2 separate regions of the Mus musculus genome follow, and region 2 is linked to region 1. The links are chromatin contacts, called in public Hi-C maps. All regions are on one chromosome and are shown on one strand. Each heading gives the region's core, a stretch centred on a gene start, on an enhancer-like site or on the middle of the called end of the contact. The rest is flanking DNA. Distances are from core to core; before and after follow the strand shown. Region 1 overlaps Tenm4 (teneurin transmembrane protein 4). Region 2 overlaps Tenm4 (teneurin transmembrane protein 4).

Region 1 (7,297 bases), core at 2,939-5,438:
AGGAGCTGATCTCTAATCAGATGGTTGTCCCAAACTGGGCTCCTGCCTTCTCTAAAGCCTGCCCTTGCTCTTAACTCAGCAAGAGTCAAAAATCATGACAAATCCTTGAAAACCTACAGTTGTGACTGGAGTGAGGCATTTCCGTGCTGACTCCACACACTCTTTGCCTTATAGATGAGGACATTGGAGGCGTGGATGGGTAATTAAGCTTATCCAAGAACCAATGCCGAACCAGGTCTTCAAGACTGTGTGGTTAAGGCCTGGGTTGTCTACCACAGTAGTCACCCACAGCATGTAATAGATTTCAATTTTAATTGCTGTTAAAATAACAATTAAGGTTTTTAATTGTATCGTCACATTTCATGAACACAGCAGCCACATGTAGAGACTGGCTAAGTGTAGACAGTGGTGTTCTAGAAGTTCGGGGTGGTCGGAGAGTAATTCATGAGTCCCCACCTGACAGGCCTGTACAAGGGTCCAAACCTGGTGTCTCCTGTTTGACTTGAAGAAGCAGACAGGGGTCGGGGAGAGAAGCTTTTTCAAGTATACACAACTGCTTGTCAATGTACAGTGTGCCTGGCATCTGCTAACCGGTTGTCTCTCACACCAGCTCTATGCCATGTGGGAGACTAGACAGTGAGATACAGGAGTGGATGGGAGAAGACTGAGATACAGGAGTGGATGGGAGAAGACTTGTCTAAGCTGGGGATGGTGGAGTTTGAGCTCAAACTCAGACCCGATCGATCCTTCTGCAGCAGCTCTGTGGCAAGGGGCCGTTTTGGAAGTGTTTCCCCCTTTCATTCATTTATGAAAGGACAAATTGGATCTTTCCAGTGAAGAAGGCCAAGTCCCAGAAGGGGATAGTTGGGGACAGTTTTCAGTTTTCAACCTTGGCCCAGAGGGAGGTGGTTCTCCCTACAGAGCACCTCTGTCTCTATCTGTGACTTGGGAGGCAGGTCATAGGGGAAGCCCATTCTTTCTGGGGCCTCCCTCACAGGCTGGGCTGAGGTCTCTATAAATCAGGTTCTGTTCACCCCTTAGACTCCAGACTGGAGTGGGAGTGAGAGGATACAGCTTTAAGAAGCTGGGGCTCCTAGGCTCCACAGAGAGCTTGCAGAAGTCTCCAAGGCTGGGCCTGATTTACGAGGCTGCTTATGGCTCCAGGCTGTCCCAGATCTGTGCCTGCCCCAGCCCCAAGTTGTGCACTGACCCAGAGAGGGGTCAAAAGATCTGAGGCTGGACCCAGGAGAGTAGGCCAGATCTATTCCATCTGCTCTCCAGAGGATTTGGCATCAGCTATGTCTGGCAGGAGGGCTATATCTGGCCACACCCATTTTTACCTGGCTAGACAAGTCGGGTGTGGGAGGGGCAGAGGAGGCATGGCCTGACAACCTTGGATGTAGGGTCCTAATGGTTTGTGGGACTACCTACAGCTAACCTTCAACCACTATAATAACCCTTCCAAGAAGCTTGGACCCTCGTTTCAAAAGTGGGAACAATGGCTCCAGAGGGCAAGTGGTATCCCAAGGTAAGCAGCAGGCAACCAGGATGCTCACACACCTCTGCTTCTTGTCTTCAGCTCCTCACACAGCTGCCCACATTTGGCCATTCTCTCTTGATCAAGGAAGACAAACAACCCTCATGGAGAATAGCCAGCAGGCTCCTTTGCATTCTCCCATATGCTATACTGAAGGTGAAAGCACACTGACTCATCTGGTCCTGAAATACTTAGAAAATAAAATGGATTCTGTTGCCAGGGCCAACACCAGGCCTGCAGCCTGCAGCCTGCAGCCTGCAAGAGAGTTGGGAACGTGCTTGCCTCTAGCAGCCTGTTTCTTCCTGCAGTGAGGGATCAGACTTCCCGGGTTTAACAAAGCCCTAACTCTCTGTTTCCTGCAACTGTGGTACCACTTGCCATTTCCAGACACCTGCCCAGCACGTACCAGGCCAGCCTGTTATCGTCGTTTCTTTTGGTAGCCTGGAAAAGTAAATATTGTCATCCAATTTGAAGGAGATCAGAGGGATCTATGACTCACAGCTAATGCAGAGCAGCCCTAGAGCTCAACCCAGCTACATTGTCTCCTAACTCTGTTATGCTTTCCCTGCAGCACGGTGGCCTCAAAGAATGGGCTAGCCTGGGTTAACCCATGGCTGGGCCATGTGATTGTCACCTCTCTGTTGTTCTGTCCGGGGGGGGGGTCTCACATCCAGGAAATAAGAAACATTCAGTAAGGTTGCAAGGGTGGACACTAAAGCCTGAACCTGGATGTAGACGTCACCATTGCTACTTGCCAGCTGTGTGACTCTCTATAAAGAACCTCTCCAGCTCTGTTTCCGGTTCTGCCTAGCTACCTAACCCAGGTAACTGACTATTCCCCTGAAGCATCTGGCACCACACTGGTCGAAGGTAAGCAACTGATAAATGTTCAAGATCACGATGGCCGTGCTTCCATTGGAACCAGTAAGGAAACAGACAGGGTGAAGAACACTCTGTTGGCCCTGCAGAGAGATGAGGGAGGTTGCTGCGAGGACAAAATTTTGGGGTGATAGTTTCAGTTCCACTGTTACAGAGGTCTCAGGTCCACTGTTACAGAGAAGCCCAGAAGGAGTTTGTCAGCACAAACAGTCACTCTGTAAGTGACCAATGGTCTTCTTTATGTCCACATAAACCTGGCAAGCATCAGTTCCCCGTTCCCTCAGCCTTACCCATAGTCAGCTCTTGCAGATAGCAAGCAGCTGTCTGGGAAGCCAATTCTTGGGATCTGTCCCCGACTCAGAGAGGCTGGGATGCCAGAAGACCAGACCTAGCCAAACATATGGACCTGCAACCTAGTAAAGTCCACAGCTGGGCCACTGGCTGGCTTTTCTTCTGTTCCTTGGAATATTCTGGCAACTCTAAAATAGTTTCAGCAACTTATAGACATTTTCCCAGGATATTCTGGTCTCTAAGGGAACAATCTGCTCTTTTCTCACACTTTTAAATCCCTTTTCTTGGAAGACCAGTTCTTGTGCGAGTACACACACACACACACACACACACACACACACACACTCTTAATTTGGCCCTGGATATGATTAGTAAGATTTCAGTGTATAGACTTTGGGACTGGCTAAGCTTACTGAGTGAATTTTATTTGCAAGTTCTTAATAGTAAAGTTCTAATTATTATTTTTTTAAAAAATTTCAATAATGTATTACATAATAGCAATTACTATACTATTCATTAAATTCATGTTAACTAAAGAAGTAGCTTTCATCTTTATCATCACACCAAGTCCTCCCAGCAACCCCCAAGAGAGGACTCTGTTATCTCCATCCAGTTTACAGATAGGGAAACAGAGGCAAGCTGACTTGCCAGAGGCAGATACTAGTTCTGCACTGCTGGCACGGAGGACAGGGTGAAGACATGGTGCCCAGGGGCCCATTTTCTTTCTTCTGGGCCAAAGAGCTTACCAGGCAGAGCTGCTCCCTCCTCTGTTGTAAGGCCACAGAGGGACTCTATCAGTTCTTAAAGTCTCTGCTTCTCAAAGCCCAGACAACCCAAAATTCCTTGCACTTTATACCGTGGCTTCCTCTCTGGCTTTCCAAAGCATTCCTAGCCAGCTGTGCTTCCTCTCTGTGGTCTGAACAGATAATTAAAGCCCAGATTCCTTCTTCCAGAACATATATTTGGAAAATAAAAATTTTCCTCATTTTTTTTAATCTCACAAACAAACAAACAAACAACAATGAAGAAAACCAGGTCCCTCAACCCTTCAAAATAGAACAAAGGAATCCTAAAAACCATTTACAAGCAGCATCTTACACTAGAAGTCAGGGGAGATCAAACAATAAACTGTCAATACAGTACCAAACAGTGACCATTAGAGTTACCTGGACATCAGTGGCTAGCCACTAACTTCCCACGGTGGTCATAGTCACACATACTTTTTAGAACTCCAACGTGAAACTAGGCAAGAAGCCTTAAAAAATGAACACCACTTGACTTGGAATTGGGAGTCTACAGAGCACAAGACAATAACACCAAAGCATACAGATAACTATAAACTGTGACAATGGGCCAGGCTCTCCTACTTAGGCAGCATAAGAAGTTGTTGAGAAGGGAAATGCCCTCCCCACAACTGGTGAAGGCTGAAAGGGAGGACTCAGCAATCGCAGGTACACACGTCGTTCTCAACTCACATGATCCTCTGTCCTCAGGGCTGTCTGCTGTTTTGCAGTGGCCTGCCCAAGTAGCATTATCTGCTGCCTTCCACAGCATCATCCTGGGTCTCCTGTGTTGCCTCCATCCCATCTCCTGGCCAGTGATAGTCATCTTTCATGGATGCCATGTGATCATATCACTCCCAATGCAGGCTTATTTCTCCGGCTTCCCCCCTCCTCCTAGCAGATCGCCAAGCTCTGCCCCCAGGACCCTCCTGTCTCCTCCCTTCCAGATGCTCATTAAGCCCTAGAAATGTGCTCCCAGTCAGGCACCTGCTTGTGTGCAGACTTTACTCAGCATGAGTCAGAGAACTTGCCTTCCAAAGCAGGCCCTTAACTGGAGATGGCTCCTCCCAAGCATTTGCCTAAGGAAGACTCATCGTGAAGAAGAGCTGGCGGCAGGCCACCAGAATAGGCTCCCACCCTCCAGGAACAGGGGCACACCCGATCCCACAAAGACGAGGAGCAGAAGGAGCACTCGACTAGCAGATGCACATGTTAGTTTGCATTTGGTCCCCTCTCTCCTAGACACATTCTCTTGTTACGGTAGGCATGTGATGTGCCTTGTCGAGGCTCAGGGGCTTCCAGGTGCAAACCAGACCAACATGCCTGGCCCCAGAGTCATAAACAACAGCAACTTTATCACCATTCCGGGACATCATCGCTCTGAAATCGATGTAGCATAGCAACTAGAAAAACCAGAATTTTCACCCCAGCACCCAAACCTATGGTAATGAATGAGCACGAAGGTCGGCTTTACTCATCCTTCAGGTAAGAACATAGAGAGCCCCTTCAGCTCCTTGCTAACTGACCTCAAACAAGATGTCACATGTAGAAATGACCTTGTAAATGGTTCAACAGGGACAAATGTAACCATTTATTCTGCCATGCCCAAACCTGCTTCCTCAAAGCTAGTAGGTACCCCAGACATCACAGAGACATCTTGCCATCAGGTCCCCTTGAGCCTTCCCTCCCTCTGTTTGTGTGACCCCATTGCCCAGCCATTTCCAAAGCCATTGGTTTGCTTCAGGTATCGCCAGGGCTGTCCCTTGGGTGGGGCTCAACTTAAGAGAGGGCTCCTGGATTTTCCTTCGTGGGAATCATGCCTAGTCTGTTTCTTCTGTCCTTTGCAAGGCCTCCCTACGGACTTCTGTGTGCGTTCCACTCTTCACATCATTCTCCCTGCCTTGCCGTAGTCCAGGGTCTGAACTGAAGGTCTATGGGTGTTGAGGACAGAAACGTAGCAGTGTCTTTCTTGCCTTTGTCATGTCTTCTCTTGGGAAGGATGACGTCATCATTTATTTTAGTTTTGTGTGTGTGTGCGTGTATGTGTGCACTCACCATGCATGCATATTTCTAGATACAGGAGAGGGTATTTGAGGAGCCAGAGAGGGTATCAGAGCCCCCTGGAGCTGCAGTTATAGGCAATTGCGAGCTGCCCCACATAGGTGTTGAGAATCAAAGTCAGGTGCTTTGGGAGACCAGTGTGTGCTCTTAACAGCTGAGCCACCTCCCCAGCTCCCAAAGGCCTGGAATTACCATCAGCTACTACACGCAGTCTGTCTTTGTATAACTTTGACCTTGAATTTCCCCCTACTTTTTCTTTAACTTTCAGCAACTTTCAGGCATTGCTTAGGGAAGATCTGGACTCCAGCTCTTTTTATAATTTAATATATTTTTTGAGAATTTTATAGATGAGAGCCTCTACTTCTCCAATTCTTCTTGTGTACTCAGATCCATCTCAAATTCACAAACTCCTTTTTAAAAAATTATTATATAATGTAAACCAATGTCTATTATATTATACATACATCCTTCTGAGCCCATTTAGAGTCACTGCTATGTGCATGTTTAAAGCTGACCACTTGGGTTTGGATCGCCTACCAGGGGGCTGGCCTAGTCTATGGGAAATACTAATTCTCCTCGTCTCAGTAGCTATTAGTTACCTATAGCTCTTCTTCCAGGCCTTGTGAGATTTCCCCTATTCACACTGGCATGTAAACTGGTGTCGTTGTGCAGATCTTATTTAAGCAACCACATTTTTGGGATTTCATGGGCTCAGCTGCTCTGCCATTATCAGATGTCCTGGCCTTTCAGTTTTTAGTGATTTTTCTTTCTCTACTTTTGCGATGTTTCTTGAGAATTAGGTTTGGGGTTGTACTGTAAATGCATAAAGTGGGGCTGGGTACCCCACAGTTAGTTTTTCTTTTTGACCAGTTTGGAATTTCTGTAATGTTTTCGGCAAAAAGAAGCTTCTATGACAAGGGCTGAGAGCTATACTTATCTGTGGGTATAAGCATTTAGAATATAGTTTAGAAGCTATACTGTCTGTACTGTTTTCCTCTCGGGTCTATGACATTACCAGCCATGCAGAGTTGGTTAGATTTACAGTACCAGTCATGAATGTCCTCTAACTGAGTAGGCCTTAGGTACAACTGGATGGGTATTGGTTACCCCCAAGATATAAGTGCCACTACTATGCCCTTGGAACATCTTGCCATGCTGGTCATTGTTGGAATGGCATATAGTACCTCTATCTATATGCTCATTTAAAGTCAAGCTCACTGAGACCTTTTTATATTCCTCATGTCAAGTCCCAGCCCCACCAAGAGTGTTTATGATTTCTAACCTCTCTAACAGGAGATGTAGACAGCCCAGCTGCCTCTGCAGGCTTTTGTCAGCCTGTACCTTTCTGTCTGTCTAATGAGCACCTGCACTGCACTCTACTCAGACATCCATGGAAGCTTTTGTCTTTATACATCTGTGCAGTCATTTGCTGCCCGTGTATGGGGAGACACTGTTCACAGTGGGTCGGCAGCAGCCAAGGACTGTCTGGCTGAACATTGCTTCTAAGGCAATCTTTGTATGGTGGCTTCAGATAGAAAACTGACTAACATTAGCAGCAGTTCTTTCTTTGAGAACTGTAAACTAGGGATAGGAATATGCAAATCATGGGGCCTCTGTAAGCATCAAATGATATGGGAAATTCACTGCATTCAGGACAGCATCTAGTATACAGAAAGTCTTTATTTTGCAGTCTCCACAACCTGGCTAAAAGGTCATCACCACGTGTCCTCCTCCCCTCCTGAACACC
Region 2 (7,673 bases), core at 292-2,791, 300 kb before region 1:
ACCTCCCCTAGCACAGTTTCTGGTGACTTCTGCCTGCTGTGCCAGGGTGCCACTTACCTAGGATGGCTTCTTAGGTGGGGTTCTTAGCTTGGCATTAGTACTCTGGCAAGCAAGATCAGACCAGGACCTTTGTGGTGTAAGCGCTGTCTCTCACTGATGGCTCTTCTGTCCCCTGGCTCTGAGACTGAGAAAAGCCTCCGTGCCATGCCCTTTGCTCTAGCGGGCACATACTTTAAATCGAGCCTCTCGGCTCTTCAGTTTTCTGTTTAGTGTCAGCAGTAGTGTCCTACTGTGAACATACCCCTGTCACCATGAGTGTGTCATAGCTCTGTGCCTGCTGCCCTGGCTTTCAGTTTCATTTTATTTCTGAGTTTCAGGGCACCCTTGTCTCCCCTACTTTCTCCTTTGCTGAGTTTTAAAAGGAAATTGTTGTATTTTGTGGTCAATAGGGTGCTATGATGACCTACTTGGGTATTTTGCTGGAAATAAATGTCCAGCAAAAGCTCCGAGCTTTTACTTTCACCTGTTAAATGAATCAATGTGAAACCTACTTCACATGATATGGGGGTAGAGGGGGTGGCAGTGAGAAGCTCCTATGTAAGGACTCAGCCAAGGAAAGTTACTAGTGGCTTCTGACAGGTACTTCCTGTTAGCAAGCATCCTGGTATCCTGGCAACCAGTAGCCATTTGATGGAGCCCTGATCTCTTCCTCTGCATACATTCCAGGCAGGATTCTGGGTACAGAGTGACCTCAGAGGACTGAGATGGATAAAGCCAACTATGGTGACACATGAAAGGTAAGGTACTAGAGCTCTCAAGGAGCTTTCAAACTAGTATCATTGAAAAGGAGATATCACATAAGCCACACTCTTACCAGAAACTTCGGGATTATGGAATTGCTCACTGTGTGCACGGTGGGTTAGCGACTGATACCAGACCAGAAATTCTGCTTGCCTGTACCCTGTTATGCTGATGCTTTGTATGCTTGGCAAATGCTTGCTGAGCAGTGAATGCAGGCAACTTGTCTACCATCGTATTTAAGTGAGACACCTATTTTGAAATGAATGGGGCCCACAAACTTCATTTACAAAGCATTATACAAGACTGGCATTTAGGAAAAAACTTTGTTTTTGAAGGTAGCATATGAATATGCCTGTTCCACAATATGTGTGTATCTGTGTGCATGCATGTATGTATATATGCGTATTTATGTATGTATGTATGTATGTATGTCTTTATATATATGTATGTGTGTATGTATTTCTGTGTTTATGTATTTGTGTGTATGTATATATGTATTTAAGTATGTTTGTATGTGTGTACATTTGTATATGTGTATGCTCCTGCATAACTCAATTTTCTTAGGCAGAGATGATAAGTTTTAGAAGACATGTATGACAAGGAGAAGCCATGCTTTGGAACAGAAGAGTAAATCCTGGGGAAGAAGAAATCAGTCTGTAATTTTGGAGACTCTGTGGTTTGAAAGGTTTGGTATTTTCTGAGTACCTCATGACTCACTGTGTGAGGCTCCCAAGTCTAACAGATCAGTGTGGCCAGGCCCATGGGGGGTGGGAGCTGTGGCCGGAGCCACGCAGGAAGAGCTCATCCCTCTCTCTGGGAAGAAGGGAAGCCCAGGAGATGGTGAAGACCTCCCAGGTAGGGATCCTCCCCAGCCCGGGGTGGGATATATCCTGGAAGAGAGAGAATGCTTAAAAGCAGACTAGGATTGCTAAGAATAAGCAGTTTTACTGCGGCTGCTTACAGGGCTCCTTAAACTGGTAAGTGCAAGTCAGGGAAGAGCCCATCTGTCTTTCTGCCAGCTTGCATCAGCCAGCCTCATCTTGCTGTTCTGTGCAGTCCGGCCGCAGAGCTAGCTGTCCTACAGGAAGCTGTGAGCAGCCCTGGGGGAGGCCCTGGGGAAGGAGAGAAGGGTGTGGCCCCTCCCCCTTTCTGTACACATCCCAGAGAAGTTTTTGTCATTTGCTATAATGGATTCTGTGCCTTCTTTCAAAAGGACTTGTGAAATCTTTATCTGCTCTTTGGAACACAAGATTTTTAAAGGTCAATTTCTTTCTTGTCTCTTATCATGAGAAACGTGGTTTAGAGATAGTCTGGAGGGTGACCAGATTGTAGGGCTTTGTGTGAACGCTCCATCCTCACAGTGGGAGATGGGGGGTAGGGGCAGAAGGGGAGACAGGGAACTTTGCTCTCCCTTTTCTTGAAATTTCTCCTGGGCTGCATCTGTCAATTTGGGCATCGCCAGCCATGATTGTCTTTCAAGGTGCCAAGAGCCTCAGTAGAGATTATTACACATTGAAGCTGCTTAGAGAAACCTTATCAAAAAGGATCTGACTGCTTAAATTCCAGCAGAGCTTTTATTCTGGCATCTTTATAGCTCCTGCCTGGTCTAGCTCTCCTGCTGATCCGCTGTGTGAGGCTTCATATCTTAACTGCATTTCTCCTAGACTCCATTTCCTTGTATGTAAATGTTTCTGCCTACAAGTGTGTTGGGAGGAGCAGTGAAATGATGCACATGTAGACTTTTTATTCCACAAATATGTAATTGTTTAGGATACATTTCTTTCTCAAGGCCAGGTCTTACTTGGTAGCCCATGCTAGCCTTAAACTTATGATCTTCTTGCCTTAGTCTCCTAATTATTGGTGTGAATCACCAGACCCAGCATGCAAGACAGATTTTAATAAAGAAAATTGGAAAAATAGTCAAGATTCACAAAGAATGAAAAAAATATGGTACCTCCATGTGCAAGAAGACAGAAAAAAAACTTCACAGAGGGCAAAATTTCAATGAAAAATAGTTATACATAAATATATATTTTATGATAAACACAATGCCCTGTGATTTCGGGCAGAAAGGATCAGGAAGAGAGCTGACACTTACAAATAACAAGTTGAGTAACTCACTGGACATCACACAGTAAGAAGAGCCTGGAATCTGAATCCAGGGGCCAGGCTTTTCATCTTTGTGTTATGTTGACCAATCACAGGCACTTTAAAGTCAAACCTGTAGTTCTTACTGTGACCCTGCAAGGGAGGCATCACCTCCATAGTTCACGGTCACTCTGCATGGAGGAACTACCATTTCACCGTCTTTGAGATGGGGGTGAGACGAATTCTCATGGATGGTCACTGTGTGTCATTTGAGAAGATGCATGTGATAGCATTTCATGCAGGAATTTGCACAGGGTAAGAGATGAAGAAGGTAGCTATCATCTGCAACTGAGACTCACGGAGAAACTGGTGCTAAGCTAGTGTCAGGGTCCTAGTGCTTGCCCCTCTGGGCCCACTCAGCAGCCAGCTCCCTTGGGTGAAATCTGAGGCATTCAAGAGGCACAGAGCAACTCCACAGAAGCTTAGGAGACCAGCTGCTTCCTAGTCATATTCAGGATGCTTTCTGCTTTTCAATTCAGAGAACAACCAACCACACGTGAAGACAAAACAAACCAATAATACTCTCCCAATTCAACCATATGGGCAAATTTTTTTTTTTTTTTTGTCTCACAGATTAAAAACACTGGAATAGCATTCTTAATGAACCTTGGAATTCAAGTTGAATTTTAAAAAGATTACTTTAAGCCTAGAAAGTTGGGGGGGGGGTAAAGGGGGGAGGAAGAAATGGGAGTTCTCAGGTAGCTTGAAGGACCTTGGTGGTTGACAAGGGAGCCAGGTCTGAGGTTTGGGTATAGCAAAGGCTGTAATGCAGTCAGGCCAGGCCTCAGAGCCACTAGCAGACCGTTTTATCCAGTGGCATGATCTGGGTAGAATAGAAGCTAAGCTCTTGTGTCCTTCTCCGAGGAGATGGTGAGGGACATCAATACCATGTTCCTCTCAATGTCACCCTACAAATCCACCACTGAGCTACAAGCTGTCAAATGACACTGGAGTTCTCCTAGGCTCTAGAAGCCTCTGAGACAATTTTTCAAAGCCTCTTCATTTCTGGGCAACAATCTCCACATTTTTGGAAGAGCAGAAGTCTATATGGGAAGAAGCAGCCTTCTAGATGTATATAAGGCCACATGCAGTAACTCAGCTGGAGTTCTAGTGTGGGCCATGCTATTGGCTTTCTGTGTGACTCTAATGAAATAAATGAGGTCACATGTCTGGGTTCCCAACTCCTTGTCAATGTCATGCAGGGGAGGAGAAGGAGGGAGATAAAGTTCCCTCTAGACTAGATTCAACATTAAGCTCTGCTAATTTCTCCTTCAAGCCCTGAGTCATTTCAAGAACTCAGTGGGCCTCTTGCCCTTTCCCCTTCTACCCTGAACTACTTTCTGGTATTATGCTGAGTCCCCTGCCTCAGCAGACATGAAGGTGACTATTTCATTTTGTTTCCATTAGATGTAGTCATTTGGACACCAATTTCTTCTAATCTGATTGTCTCTGCTTGGGCAGGGCTAAGAGATTAAAAGGCCAATGAGGATAATCTTGGGCCCTTCTGGTCCTGTAGTTTATTTTATCCATGCTACCTTACAAAGTAGGGATGCTCTGAACCTCTGAACTCTCCCAATGGATAGAAATCCCACTGAACTTATAAACTTAGAAGATTCCAAAGTAAGGTAAGACCTCTCTCTCTTCACATTTGAGAACCGAATGCCAAAGACATGTCCTCCCGAGATGGCTGTATCTCCAGTCGTGATGACCCATGGGCGAGGATTCTTCCTGGCACTGCATCTAAGTTCCCTTCCAGGCATCTGACAATATCAGCTGAATGCCTGGATGCTCTTCTACAACAGCAAGAACCCACAGTATCACAGTCACCTCCCGTTTCCTCTTTCTAGATTATACATTTTGCAAGGGCAGAGACTGTTAGATTTATTTCCGAAGCCCTGGGAGCCAGGGCCTGATGCAGTGCAGATGCTCGGTGAACATTTGTGGAGCAAATGAACAAACTCACAGCACAGCTTTTGTACAGCTTTGCCACAAAGTACGTACAAACTCATTTCTATAATATGCTTCAAAAACTACATGTTCTCCTGCAATTGGGGATTTTCTGGTTGTTCTTTTTTTTTTTTTTTTTTTTTTTTTCTTTCTTTCTGCTGGCTCACTTCTCAGAGCAGCTGGAGAAGGCTCTGTTTCCCTAGGGTCTAGATCATTTCCTATAACACTGGGGCTTTTGCTACTGTGGGTCCAGGTTTTCTGGGAAAACTGTGTTTTGTTTTTTTTTCCCAGGGCTGGCTGTCTCTGAAGCATGGCAACCAGGGTGTATAGTCTGGTGCTCTGTTTTATGGAGAGGAATGAGCAAGCCCTGGTTTGTAGCCTGCTCTTGAATGTATGCATGTGGGGGACTATGTGTTCTCTCAAAATCGCAAAAACATTTAGTTCTGTAGCTGCCCAGATGTTCCACAGCTGTTTGAAAGCTGGGCCAAGACCCTGGACTCTGGGGAAGAGAGTGACTTCCTGGTGGGGGTTCTCTCTCTCTCTCTTTTTTTTCATGACTGTTACTGTTTATCTCCGGCCTTGTAGCTGTACAGACAAAACACAGCGGGATGCTGAGGGTATCATACAAACAGGGAAGCTGACCTCTTTCCCACAGACAGAGCCTGATTGCTCCCTCTTACCTGAAGACCAGGATGCTCCATACCCTTGCTTTCTTCCCCCTGCCCTTTTCTGTGAGATCTCTTGAGAACAAAAGACCCCTTCACCTTCACTCAGTAAAATTCCTTCCTGCCCCAGCATCCTCTTCCTGATAAATATTTTCCTGCTCCCACAACTAACACATAACCCTGCCACAGCACTTAGCATAATCCATTAACACGCAGCCTTGGGGCTTGCTCCTTCCTGTGAGCTTCTGCGCCTGGTCATCCACAAGAGACTTGTCACATTTGGGCAGATGAGACATGCCAAGTTTCAGCATGATTAAGGGACATGCCAACACTGTGGGATTTCAGGAAGACACGCCTCTCCGCCTAGAGATCGGGGCCCAACCACAAGGGTCCCTTGTTCATGATTATTCTCATAGTCCTCATCTGAGGTTATCTGGGTGGCTGACTTCTGGATTTCGGCAGTGGACAGAATGACTGAAGGGTAGCTCAGCTAAACATCAATGCTATAAAGCAGCTATTCTGGGATTCGAAAGCCAATATTAAAATATCATTATACAATATTACAATATTACACACTTGACCTTTGACCGTTATAGGGTTTGAGACTGTGGGAACATTCTAGGTAGGAAATTTCCAAAAAGTATGATGCTGAGTTTCTAGTTCACCAATTTCTAACATATCTATCTGACTTTTTTTATTTTTCCAGGAACTCCCTGAGGTTGGTAGAACCAGAGTCTTCTAGATGGGAGTGTGGAATTTACTATGGTTGTTGTAACGCAAGTTTACACAGTAGAAAACTGAAAGCTAATTTTATGCCTGATATAAAGACTTGATTAACCTTCATGGACAAACTACCTTATTTCATAATTGAGGAGAATAAGGCTCAGAGAAACCTAGTACCTTGCCTACAGAGGCATGGGGAGTTATAGCCAGAGTTGGAATTAACATGGGTTTTCACCCTGAATTAACAAATATTCCATAAGACTAAACCCCTCCCCCCATCTCTTGGGCTTTGATTACCCAAAACTTAAAAAAATCTGCAAAGCAGAGGCAGGTTTTATCCCACAGGGATGAGAGAGTGTGAGAGGAAAGTGTCCCTTGGTGTCTTTGAGAAGGGTCATCTCCAGAATCAAAGGAGAGACCTTGATCAAAGTAAATGACCCTTCTCCCCTAGAGGAGGAGCCTACACAGTGTCTGAGGTACAGAGGAGGACTGCCTCTTCAAACCCTGGCCAGGCAACCAATCTGGCCACCAATGGGTTAACTGGATGCTTCTCTGTGCCTTCTCTCCATTGCCAATAGATGCCAATCACTTTCACTTGAATCAAAATCCAGCAACTACTGAGAGTACCCATTCCTTAGGCCACCCATGCAGTCTTTGGTGCCCCAAGGTCCTCTCACTCTGGACATGGATGTTGGTGCCCTGCTAACCCAGCAGTGTCCACCCCTTTCCCTCTGTCTCCTACTCGGGGGAACTGGCCAGGGTCCACGGGTGCCAGAGCCCTACCTCCGTCGTTGTCCTTGCCGTCTCCACAGCCCGTTTCCATGGATGTGTCGCAGCCAGTCCCTCGCCAGCCCAGCTGGCAGACACAGTGCCACCCATTCAGGTCCAGGGTACATCTGCCATTTCCATTGCACAAGCCAGGACAGCCCTCTGCAAGACAAAGCAGAGAGTCAAAGACCGGTGCCCAACAGTAACTGCTACCCTCTGCACTCATGCCGGACCTGCTTGTCTGTATGATGCTTTCAAATCTATCAATCTCAACAGCCTTGGGGGCAGGTACCACGAAGAATCTTCACCTCACAGAGAAGGCAACAAAAGACTCAGGAATAAGGAGACTGACTTACTGAGGGTATGGTCAGAAGTAGTCGAGGCAGGTCTAGAACACCACAAGTGACCAGCATTTTGGAGCTGCGGTTAATGGATCAAGCCTGCTAAAATCTGACCAGGAATGTCCTCCATCCATCCTTGAGACTGGCTCATTCTCCTGTGGTTGGTCACCTTGTCTCTTGGCCCACAACTCATAGAGATTCTCCAGCCTCTGCCTCCTGGGTGCTGGGATTAAAGGTGTGTGCCTTCGCACTTGGGCTTTCTTTCTTTCTCTCTCTCTCT

Evidence for each region. Hi-C and Micro-C count contacts between places; a contact is called where the count stands out from the background.
Region 2: a Hi-C map of cerebral cortex shows a contact between it and region 1, with 2.3 times the contacts expected there. The contact joins two enhancer-like sites. A contact is called at or near these places in 9 of 39 promoter capture datasets (the 3T3-L1 cell line, cranial neural crest, frontonasal cranial neural crest and 4 more), 1 of 484 Hi-C or Micro-C datasets (cerebral cortex), 2 of 115 datasets of contacts at active chromatin or transcription factors (the NIH/3T3 cell line and fibro-adipogenic progenitors) and 1 of 9 other capture datasets (adipose tissue).

What each region holds. Positions count from the first base shown.
Region 1 is chr7:96,519,387-96,526,683 of GRCm38.p6, reverse strand. The region is part of intron 4 of Tenm4 (teneurin transmembrane protein 4); the gene reads right to left. Among named protein-coding and RNA genes, the nearest start is that of Gm15412, 180 kb to the right of the region's middle. Within about 2 kb of position 4,188, at least 32 of the 459 cell types and tissues checked have an H3K27ac peak or open chromatin away from gene starts, as enhancers often do. A contact at or near this core is called in adipose tissue and cerebral cortex, where this site is marked.
Region 2 is chr7:96,811,374-96,819,046 of GRCm38.p6, reverse strand. Tenm4 (teneurin transmembrane protein 4) reads right to left here. Exons shown (of 33, transcript NM_001310762.1): 18 at 7,068-7,214. Among named protein-coding and RNA genes, the nearest start is that of Gm15413, 14 kb to the right of the region's middle. Within about 2 kb of position 1,541, at least 102 of the 459 cell types and tissues checked have an H3K27ac peak or open chromatin away from gene starts, as enhancers often do. A contact at or near this core is called in adipose tissue and cerebral cortex, where this site is marked.